3 separate regions of the Mus musculus genome follow, and all the other regions are linked to region 2. Evidence: chromatin contacts called from public Hi-C and HiChIP or PLAC-seq data. All regions are on one chromosome and are shown on one strand. The core of a region is the stretch at or near the end of the contact, and the rest is flanking DNA. Distances in the headings are between cores, read along the strand shown.

Region 1 (3,019 bases), core at 294-2,793, 190 kb after region 2:
TTACACTTCAAGTATTAGTTATAGAAATATTTGGGTTTTAAAGTCACTGAATTCATTGTGAATACTGGTATTTCCCAGCCTAACACATACAGCCATCTCATTAGCTTCACAAGGGCATATATACATGTACAAGATTCCTCTTGGTATCTAATCTAGACCACAGCTCTTGTCTTTTATGGTATTTTTCAAATTGTGTCCCCAGGAGGAAAATACACAGGACTAACAATTTGGCCCCATCTCAGCCAACCTAGTGCTTCGCTCCTGACTATAATACATATATTGAGGTGATTTGTAAAAATTTTCCTCTGAAAATATCCCAGATTAAAAATGTTTGAAAACCAGGCTTTGCTCTTTCGGGGGTGGGGGGTGGGGGGCAACTTTCTATAACTAACCATATTGTATCAACTCTTTGCAAGTGGCGTGGCTACCTCTCTGTTACCTTCATTCTTAGATAACCACTGGGTTCTCCAGCTGGCAGGGCTAAGAATTAGGGCTTAGCTCTTAGGACCCCAGCTAGCTTTGTCAACTATAAGTGTGAGCTGAGAGCATCTATAAAAATACTGTTCTTAGCTTCTATTAGCGTCTATGTAAGATGAGTATGTTGAAGAGTAGTCTCCCCCCCCTCTCTCTCCCATCCTTTCTCTCTATTACTTCCAGATAAGTAAGTTTGCATGCATGGTATTTGTCTGAGTACCTAAGGAAGATACTGGAACCTCACCAAGCGTAGTTAACATATCATCTGACCTGCCAGCAAGTCTAGCCTACTTACTGAGGAGTGTCATAACAACAGCAATGATTTCCAAGCTTCCGCAGGAGCCCAAATCACCTGGGGATCTTTGAAAATGCAGATTCTGGACAAGGGGACTCAGAGTGGGGGCAGCACCAAACTGGTTCATTTCAACCAAGTTTCTTGATGGCTCCAAAACTGCTGGTTCAGGGACCACACTTTGAGTGGCTTCTCCAGCAAAATACTATTCACGTATGGGCTGTAAAATTCCTTTGTGAAGGGTTGGCCTGTGCATTATGGGATGTTTACCAGAATGCCTGGCCTCCACGACAGGTGCCAGGAGTATTCCCTCCTACTTGTGACAAATAAAGAAATGTTTCCAGACATTTCCACATTTCCCCTTTAGATAGAATCACCCCCAGATGAAAAACACTACCTTAAGTGATCCCAGCCACCAGCCAAGTGTGAGGTCTAGTCTGTAGTATGGTTTGTTTGTACATTTGAATTAGCAGAATTCTGTTCACTGAATTTATCAGCTCTCCCTAGAGCCTGTGCCACAAAGTACAAAGGATTTCTCCTGTCCTGCATTCATAGCACTTGGAAGACTTTAGGCCTCTAGTGGACATCTGTTAGATATTTATATTTGTTAAATCCATGACTGTGTGTGTAGCAGTGAACAACCATATTCCAAGACTGCAGTAGAGTCTTGTGGACCAGAGTATGAAGTTACATCTGCCCCCTGCCCTATCTTCACGCTGACTAAACTCCTGTTAGCAGAGGTTCCCACCACTTTGGCAGATGCCCTGTCATCTGGTTAATGGTCTGTGAAACCTCAGTACACAAGGGACTGCCACTGCAGATGAAGCCTTCAGCTGGAAAGGGAATCTTAATCCACATCTTCAAAGGTGACATTTTTTCCCTCTTGTGTTTTAAGAAAGCAGTCTTAGTTATTTGTCATAGCAGTTTAGAGTGAAAATCAGCTTTGTGATATAAGCACCCTGGTCTCTCAAAAGAAAATAATGGCTTCCCAGACAAAGAAAGGCCTTGAAAAGGAAGCCATATATTAAGGAACAGTTACCAGAAGTCTCTGGCTAGCCCAAGATTTCTCTTTCCCTGAGATACCTCCTTCACTGCTGGTCTCCCATTCCAGAGCACATGTAGCCAACCTCTCCTTCTGTCCCCTCGGGCCCTTAGTTCTCTGATTGCAGGGTTGGTGCCAGACGTAACCAAGCAAGTATACATTATCATTTGCACCTCTCTGCCAACAACGCCCAACCATTAGCAGGAGGGATCTTTATGAAAGTAAAAGCCATTTCAGGCTTTTGTGTTTTCCTTCAGAATACTTGTGCAAAATACCCTTGGGAAATAGTAATTTCCAAGCTAACCAATTTTACCCTCTCCCCCCAAATTCTAGCATTCTTCAACCATTAGCTATTGTAGACTTGATTATTCTTTCTCAAGAGCTGTATTTAAACCACAAAGAGACGCTCTATGAAACAGAGGCACAATTGTTGTGTGCATGCACACATACACACAAAGTCCCACACAGAATAATTGGGGATTAGACCAGAACATTCAGCTACACCCTTTATGCCACATACCTGGGGTTGCAGGCATTGAGGAGCTCAACGGGTGCCAGGCTTTGTGACCAGCCACCACCTTCAGTCTGAACATTGAAGAAAAACTTTTGCCTTTAGGTTAGTATTTGAAGCCCCAGGTGCTGAGGCCGCCACTCAGTAGAGGTGCAGCAGAGCCCAGTTGACAGAATAAATTGATGAATTAAACACAATGTAAGCCCATGGGTGCAAAAGAGCACCGCTCCTCGCCGGCTCTACTATCAGAAGAGAAGCCTGAACTGGGCCTTTCTCCACCCCAGCCCCATGCCCCAGTGCAGAGAGCACTGTGTATATCCCCCAGCCGTACAGCAGCTGGATTCTCCTGAGAGCACAGGGCTGCTGCAGGGTTCGGGGATACAGGCTCCATGTTTAACTGCTATAGGAAGTGGGAGCTCCGAGGACTCTGCGGACATTTAGAAGGCTGCCTGAGGGTTGTTGGGAGAATGAATGAAGCAGGTGCAAAGGCAATGAGTGACTCTGGTCCAAAGGCACAGGAGGACTAGACAGGAGGGTCAGTGGCTGGGCAGGCAGCCACAGAAGATGTCCTCAGCTGCCTGGGACCACCCAGCACCTGTGCAGCAGGGGCAGCCCTTTGTGAATATTGTCCCATTATTTTGTTGTTGTTGTTGCTTGTTTTTCTTTTTATCTCTGATTGTCCCGTCAGTTAATGGCAGAT
Region 2 (2,794 bases), core at 245-2,744:
CTTGTAATTCCCTGTCCCATCTAATTACCATTTCTATCGCCCCCATTTCCTAGCTGGTTACATCCTTTTTCTCTTTTGGCTAGCCAAGCTTATCTATCTTTGACACTGAGCACTGAGGCGTGCTCTGTAAGGGAAAGACAGAGCTCTGGGTTCAGTGCCATTTCTATCACTGGGCAGCTCTGTAGTGTTGGGCAAGCAGTTCTTTGAGCTTGGTACAATAGTGCATCGCAGGGTTGTGGTGAGGATTACACAGAACGCAGGCAGTGTGCAAATATCCACCCGGCACAGAGAAAGCATCTTTTCCAAAGCTGTCTTTGTGGCTCTCCAAACGCTGAGTACTACAAAGCCCAGTACCTTGCTTCCCCGCCTTCGTCGCAGGGGTTGCAGGGACTTGTAGTTTTAGATCCTCAAGTCACGTTTCCTCCCTGAGTTGGACAGCGAGAGAAGGAACTACACATCCCAGCGGGCTCTGAAAAGAAAGTAGGGCTCAGAAAACCGAGCGCCCGTGCCGGGTGTCCTTTTGCGCTGGGTTACCCTAGTGCAAACGCCAGTTAGCGCTTCTACCGGGCCCCGAAGCCCAGGGGCGCAGCAGCGCTTAGGCTGCTGGGGCTCTCTGGCGCCGGCCTTGCGCCCGTTTGTATACCCAACTGTCAAACTGGGATGTAAAGAAAGGCGCACTCCAAGCATTCGCTAGATGTGCGGTCCCTTTATTGTGCGTGGGCTCCACAGAGGCAAGTAGACAGAAGTAAAATGAGCGAATTGTGAGCACCAGGGGGAAAAAGTAGAGAATGAAAGATGGGGAAGACAGCGACCTTTGCAAACAAAGCCTGCCACTGGGGGTTTTTAATCCAAAAGAGGGGGCAGATCGGTCGCTGCTGGAGCTGACACAGACCGCTCTGCTGTCCCCTGCCCTTCGAGGTCCCGAAGTCTGGCCTGTTTCAGGGGGCTGCTCATCACCCTGTCATCAAGGCACTCCACCCCCATCCTCTCGGCATCGGTAGAGTTTCCCTGGCGTCTCAGCCACGCGTGGCGCTGGGGAGGAAGAGGATGAGCCGAGGGCAGGCCAGGAAAGGTCACTTCTTTGCGTGGCGGGTACTCAGGTCCCCCGTAGTAGCAAGAACGGTTTTTCGACTGGTCATGAGAATGCGAGTGTCCAGAGGTGGCAGCTGAGACCGGGAATAATCCGGTGGAGAACCCCGTAGAGGAACTAAGTCCGCGGGGAGCGCATGGCGCCTCAGCACCGAGGGCAACGACCTGATTTCTCCTAGGGTGAAGGATGTCACCCGGGAGCCAGGAGCCTTCCTCCGGGCGCGCCAGGCCCGCACAGTCCCCGAGCCTTGCGCTCTGGCCCGGGGATACTGGGGCAGGGACCCAAGGGAGCGGGTGCCCAGGCTTCACTGGCAAGGAGGAGGAGCAGGAGGAGGAGCCCGGCTGTGAGGCGCGGGCGTCACCGCCCACCCGGCGGCGAGGAGGCGGACCTGCTCGGAGCGCCGCGCGCGCCGGGGCTGAGCCTTGCAAACAAGTGTCTCTGGCAGTGTCCCCGCGGCCCTCCGGCGGCCCTCGTCGCGCTAGGGTTGTCTTCTCCGGACAGAAGGAACCGAGGAAGCCCCGGGAGCCGCCACCGCTACCGCCGCCACCACCCTCGGCCTTAGCCCCGCGTTAGGGGCCGCGGACTCAGCTCGGCTGCTCGGCTCGTGGATGCGGGGTCGCAGCGCGGGCAGCGCCCCGGCTCCTACAGAGCAGCTCCTGACAGAAGAACGCGCGTGGCTGTCCCCACCCCTGGGAGGGGTTGCCGGTGTCGCGAGCTGCCGCTCAGTTTGCAGCTCTCTCTCCTGGGAGAATCCGTCACCGGGAAAGAGTAGAAACCACCTGGTCGAGGCGCAGAAGTGGCTCCGGAGGGAGCCGGCGTAAGGTCTGCTGCCTCGTGTCCGCTAAGGGCGCGGCGATCCGGGATCCGCCGGCCGGAGCCCAAGCGCAGCCGGGAGCTTGCGGGTGGCGAAGCCAGGCGCACCGCCTTCTGGGTGTCTGCTGAGCGGTTCCCCGCGTCCCGCGGGGTCCTGCAGCCCCGACCCCCCGGCTGGAAGCCACGGAGAACCGCTGCCGAGGACTGCGGACCAACATCGTCCCTCCCGAAAGCGGATTCTGCTATGACAGCTGGGCTCTCCAAGGGGTTAACCTGGGTGTCCTCCGTAAAGTTGTCGCCGAGCCGGGAGCCCGTTTAGGGGTCGCAGCGCCGCGGCTCGGGGGGCGGCCGAGTGGCCGGCGGCGGCCGTGGCTCGGCGGAACCCGCGCGGCCGGGGGGCTTCTGGGGGTGTGCGCCCCCAGCCGGCTGCCCTCGTGGATGCCTCCCGGCGGCGGCGGGCCCATGAAAGACTGCGAGTACAGTCAGATCAGCACCCACAGCTCCTCTCCCATGGAGTCGCCCCACAAGAAGAAGAAAATCGCGGCCCGGAGGAAATGGGAGGTGTTCCCAGGAAGAAACAAGTTCTTTTGCAACGGGAGGATCATGATGGCCCGGCAGACCGGCGTCTTCTACCTGACTCTCATTCTCATCCTGGTCACTAGTGGACTCTTCTTCGCCTTCGAGTAAGTGGCGGCTTCCAGATGCCGTGCTCCCCCACTCCTCCTGCCCCTACTTTGGCGACTTTCGTTTTCTGGTGTATATTGTTATATAATGTCAGCCTGCTTTCCCTTTATGGGACTTTTCAGCCCCCTGGAATAATGCCTTCTTGGGGCTGAATCCTGGGAGTAAGGAAAAGGAGAGAGGGGCGCTTGTAAGGTGTGCCAGGTCACT
Region 3 (2,759 bases), core at 102-2,601, 150 kb after region 2:
TGCTCAATAACGAAATCCAGTTTTTATATTTGAAATGTCGAAGAAATCAGTCTCAAGCTTTTCATTGAAGGAATTATCTTTATGTCAGATTCTGCTCCATTGAGCCAATCTCTAAACAGAAATTAAGAGTCAGTGAAGTTAGGATCTCAGTAGCCAATGGCAAAAATAAATTTATATCTGGTTATAAAGAGAGTCATTTTATCTCTATGGGAATGATGTGTGTGTGTGTGTGTGTGTGTGTGTGTGTGTGTGTGTGTGTATTTATGTGCATGAATATAGGCAATCTATATAGAATCATTTCGACGTGTGTATAAGATGTGTATATGAATGCAGGCATGCATGCTGTCATGTGAAGCACGCGGATGTCAGCGAGCAATCTCTAGCATTGATCCTTGCCTTCTATCTTGCTTGAGACAGGGTCTCTTACATGCCAGTATAGCTGGCCTGTGAGCCTCAAGGATGGGGGTTCCTTCTGTCTCTACATCCCTATTACCTTAGGACCACTTGAATTATAGTTGTGTGCTATAGTGACTCAGCTATATCTGGTTTTGAGGGAATCCAACATGAACTATTTCCATAGCCCCTTGCTATGTACTTTTAATGGCAAAAATCCTCTGATTTCATGGTCTCAGATAGTATCACACCCAGAAGATGGTTCCACTCTTCATGTGTAAACATCAAAACATACACAAATATTTTCCCCTGAATAGTTATTAAAATTGCTATTAGAGGGTTGGAGAGATGGCTCAGCCATTAAAGGCTAGGCTCACAACCAAAAATTCAAAATCACTGCTAGAACAGAAAAAAGAGCAGCATAATACCATGGCAACGCCACACCCTTCTACCTGTTCCTGGCGGCCTTTCCTTCTCTACAGTGTACAGGGTGACACTTTGTACACAGCTATTTGTGCACCTGTCTCATCATAGCAGGAGTCAGACAGCTCTCGATGCTGTTCATGACTGGAGTAAAGACATCTCATCATTTTAGCATTTGTTTTGTCTGGTGCCAAATTAGCTAATATCTTTTATGTTCCAAAAAACCCCGGATGCTTTCAGAGTCTCATTCCCCGACTCCCCAGCCCGTCTTCTCCTGTCACTTTCCAATTGAGCTTTATGAAGACGAAGATGCCTGTCTCCTGTTCTCTGTGCTGCCCTGGGCTGTATGTAGGTCACAATTCCGGAGACAGAAATAGGACTCCAAATGGTGTTTATGTCTCTGGCAGCTGTATCATCATCTTGTATGAAATCCAGGCCCTCGGAGGCGGAGGCGGAGGCAGAGGTGGAGGCTACACACACCGCAGATGGTGTTCAGTGGAGCTCAGGGCACTGCTGCTCAGAATGTGAAGAGGCTGTTTGTCTCCGAGAGGTCTGAGCTTGGACTGAGAATTTCTAAGCTGCTCGTAGTGGTTTGGCTGTTGAACCAGTGCTGCCAGTTGCCATGGGTTGGCAAGCGGCCCATCCAGCCTCATTGCTCCTGGAGTTCCATGTTCACAGTCACAATCAAAGGCAGAGTCTGCTTACTGCTTTTCATCACCAGGACTATAGATGCTCTCAGCTTCTTCTGAACTTCAGTTGAAAGCTGTCTCTCTTGCACAGATGCCATCATTTAGAAGCAGGGATCCTATAGCTTTGATAAAGAGGTTACGGGGACTTCCCAAGAGAACTTAGCACTGTCCTTGGGAAAGAGGACAGCTGTCACCAGGTGCCCACTATCTCATTAAGCTGAGCTGACTTAAAGACCTGATCCCAAAGTGCCTGGCAAAGGATTACACGGTGTGTACCTGACACACAGTAGTTCAATGAGCTATGGAATATTCTCTCCTTGTCTTCTCCGAGGAAGCCACGCAGAAGGACAGCTTCTCATCTCCCACATAAAGGGGCTTATAGGCCTCAGCATAAAAATTGCAATAATAATATATATCCATTTTCACCCAAATTCACCTATAAGTATTCATTCCATCTTATCTCCCTATGCCATACTTTCCCTAAACTATTTGAAAGAAGACTGCGTATCTCATGAGACCTTATTCCTGAATATGCAGTGCACGTTTCCTAAGAACAAGAACCTCTCATGGAATGGACACATGCAGTCAGCGTTGGCAAGTTCTAACACAGGTCTGCTCTGGTTGGACTCACCATGGATAGTTTATTTCTGGTGGCCACACACTGGCACATTTTCATGGCTTACCACAACACAAGGTTGCTTTGTAAATGACAATAAAAGAAATGAAGCCAGCATCTGGATGATAAGAAGGCTATCAAGTCTGAGTCCCTTCTCTATCACTCCCCAGCTGCTGTCACAGTCCGAGGTCTAGACTTGAAGTAATTGAATTTAGGTGCCTCATGGACATGCTAAACATGCCCCCTGTGGTGGCTGGTTTTGACACAATGTTGGCTCTATTGGGAAGAGAGTCTCGATGAGACATTGTCTACATTAAATTGGCCCATGGGCCTTCCTGTTGCCTGGAAGGGATTTCTTAATTGAATTAATTGAAGCAAGAAGACCTACCCTATATGTGGGTGTGCTTCCCCTCAGCAGCATGCATGAATTCGTGTCTGTCTGCTCTTGACTATGAACGTAATATGACTAATTGTTTCAAATTCCTGCTACCTTCTTGTCCCCATCACAATTGGCTATAACCTGCAATTGTGAGCCAAATAAACCCTTTCTTGTTTCGGTTGTTTGTGTCGGCGTATTTTTATCACAGCAACACAAACAAAACTAAAACACCCCCCAAAAAGTATTATCCGCCAGAACC

What was found. Hi-C and Micro-C count contacts between places; a contact is called where the count stands out from the background. HiChIP or PLAC-seq counts read pairs in DNA pulled down with a chosen protein or histone mark.
Region 1: an H3K4me3 HiChIP or PLAC-seq map of the 230-238 cell line shows a contact between it and region 2, with 17 read pairs. The contact joins the enhancer-like site here to the promoter of Zdhhc14 in region 2. A contact is called at or near these places in 3 of 39 promoter capture datasets (cranial neural crest and liver), 3 of 484 Hi-C or Micro-C datasets (bone marrow-derived macrophages, embryonic stem cells and ventricular fibroblasts), 12 of 115 datasets of contacts at active chromatin or transcription factors (the 230-238 cell line, bone marrow-derived macrophages, embryonic forebrain and 8 more) and 3 of 9 other capture datasets (adipose tissue, liver and pancreatic islet).
Region 3: a contact with region 2 is called in a Hi-C map of cerebral cortex, with 6 times the contacts expected there. The contact joins the enhancer-like site here to the promoter of Zdhhc14 in region 2. A contact is called at or near these places in 4 of 39 promoter capture datasets (cranial neural crest, hippocampal neurons and liver), 6 of 484 Hi-C or Micro-C datasets (bone marrow-derived macrophages, brain, cerebral cortex and 2 more), 11 of 115 datasets of contacts at active chromatin or transcription factors (the 230-238 cell line, SST interneurons, a beta-TC-6 cell line and 8 more) and 2 of 9 other capture datasets (liver and pancreatic islet).

The regions. Positions count from the first base shown.
Region 1 is chr17:5,677,983-5,681,001 of GRCm38.p6, forward strand. All of the region lies in intron 2 of Zdhhc14 (zinc finger, DHHC domain containing 14), which reads left to right. Among named protein-coding and RNA genes, the nearest start is that of Gm41519, 91 kb to the right of the region's middle. Within about 2 kb of position 1,544, at least 11 of the 459 cell types and tissues checked have an H3K27ac peak or open chromatin away from gene starts, as enhancers often do. A contact at or near this core is called in the 230-238 cell line and pancreatic islet, where this site is marked.
Region 2 is chr17:5,491,106-5,493,899 of GRCm38.p6, forward strand. Zdhhc14 (zinc finger, DHHC domain containing 14) reads left to right here and starts at 1,495. Exons shown (of 9, transcript NM_146073.3): 1 at 1,495-2,586. The coding sequence starts at 2,342. Gm52310 (zinc finger X-linked protein ZXDB-like) reads right to left here and starts at 2,121. Exons shown (of 2, transcript XM_030250193.1): 1 at 1,870-2,121; 2 at 1-1,647. The coding sequence starts at 2,121. The coding sequence ends at 844.
Region 3 is chr17:5,642,225-5,644,983 of GRCm38.p6, forward strand. All of the region lies in intron 1 of Zdhhc14 (zinc finger, DHHC domain containing 14), which reads left to right. Among named protein-coding and RNA genes, the nearest start is that of Gm52305, 120 kb to the left of the region's middle. Within about 2 kb of position 1,352, at least 42 of the 459 cell types and tissues checked have an H3K27ac peak or open chromatin away from gene starts, as enhancers often do. A contact at or near this core is called in SST interneurons, cerebral cortex, forebrain and 1 more, where this site is marked.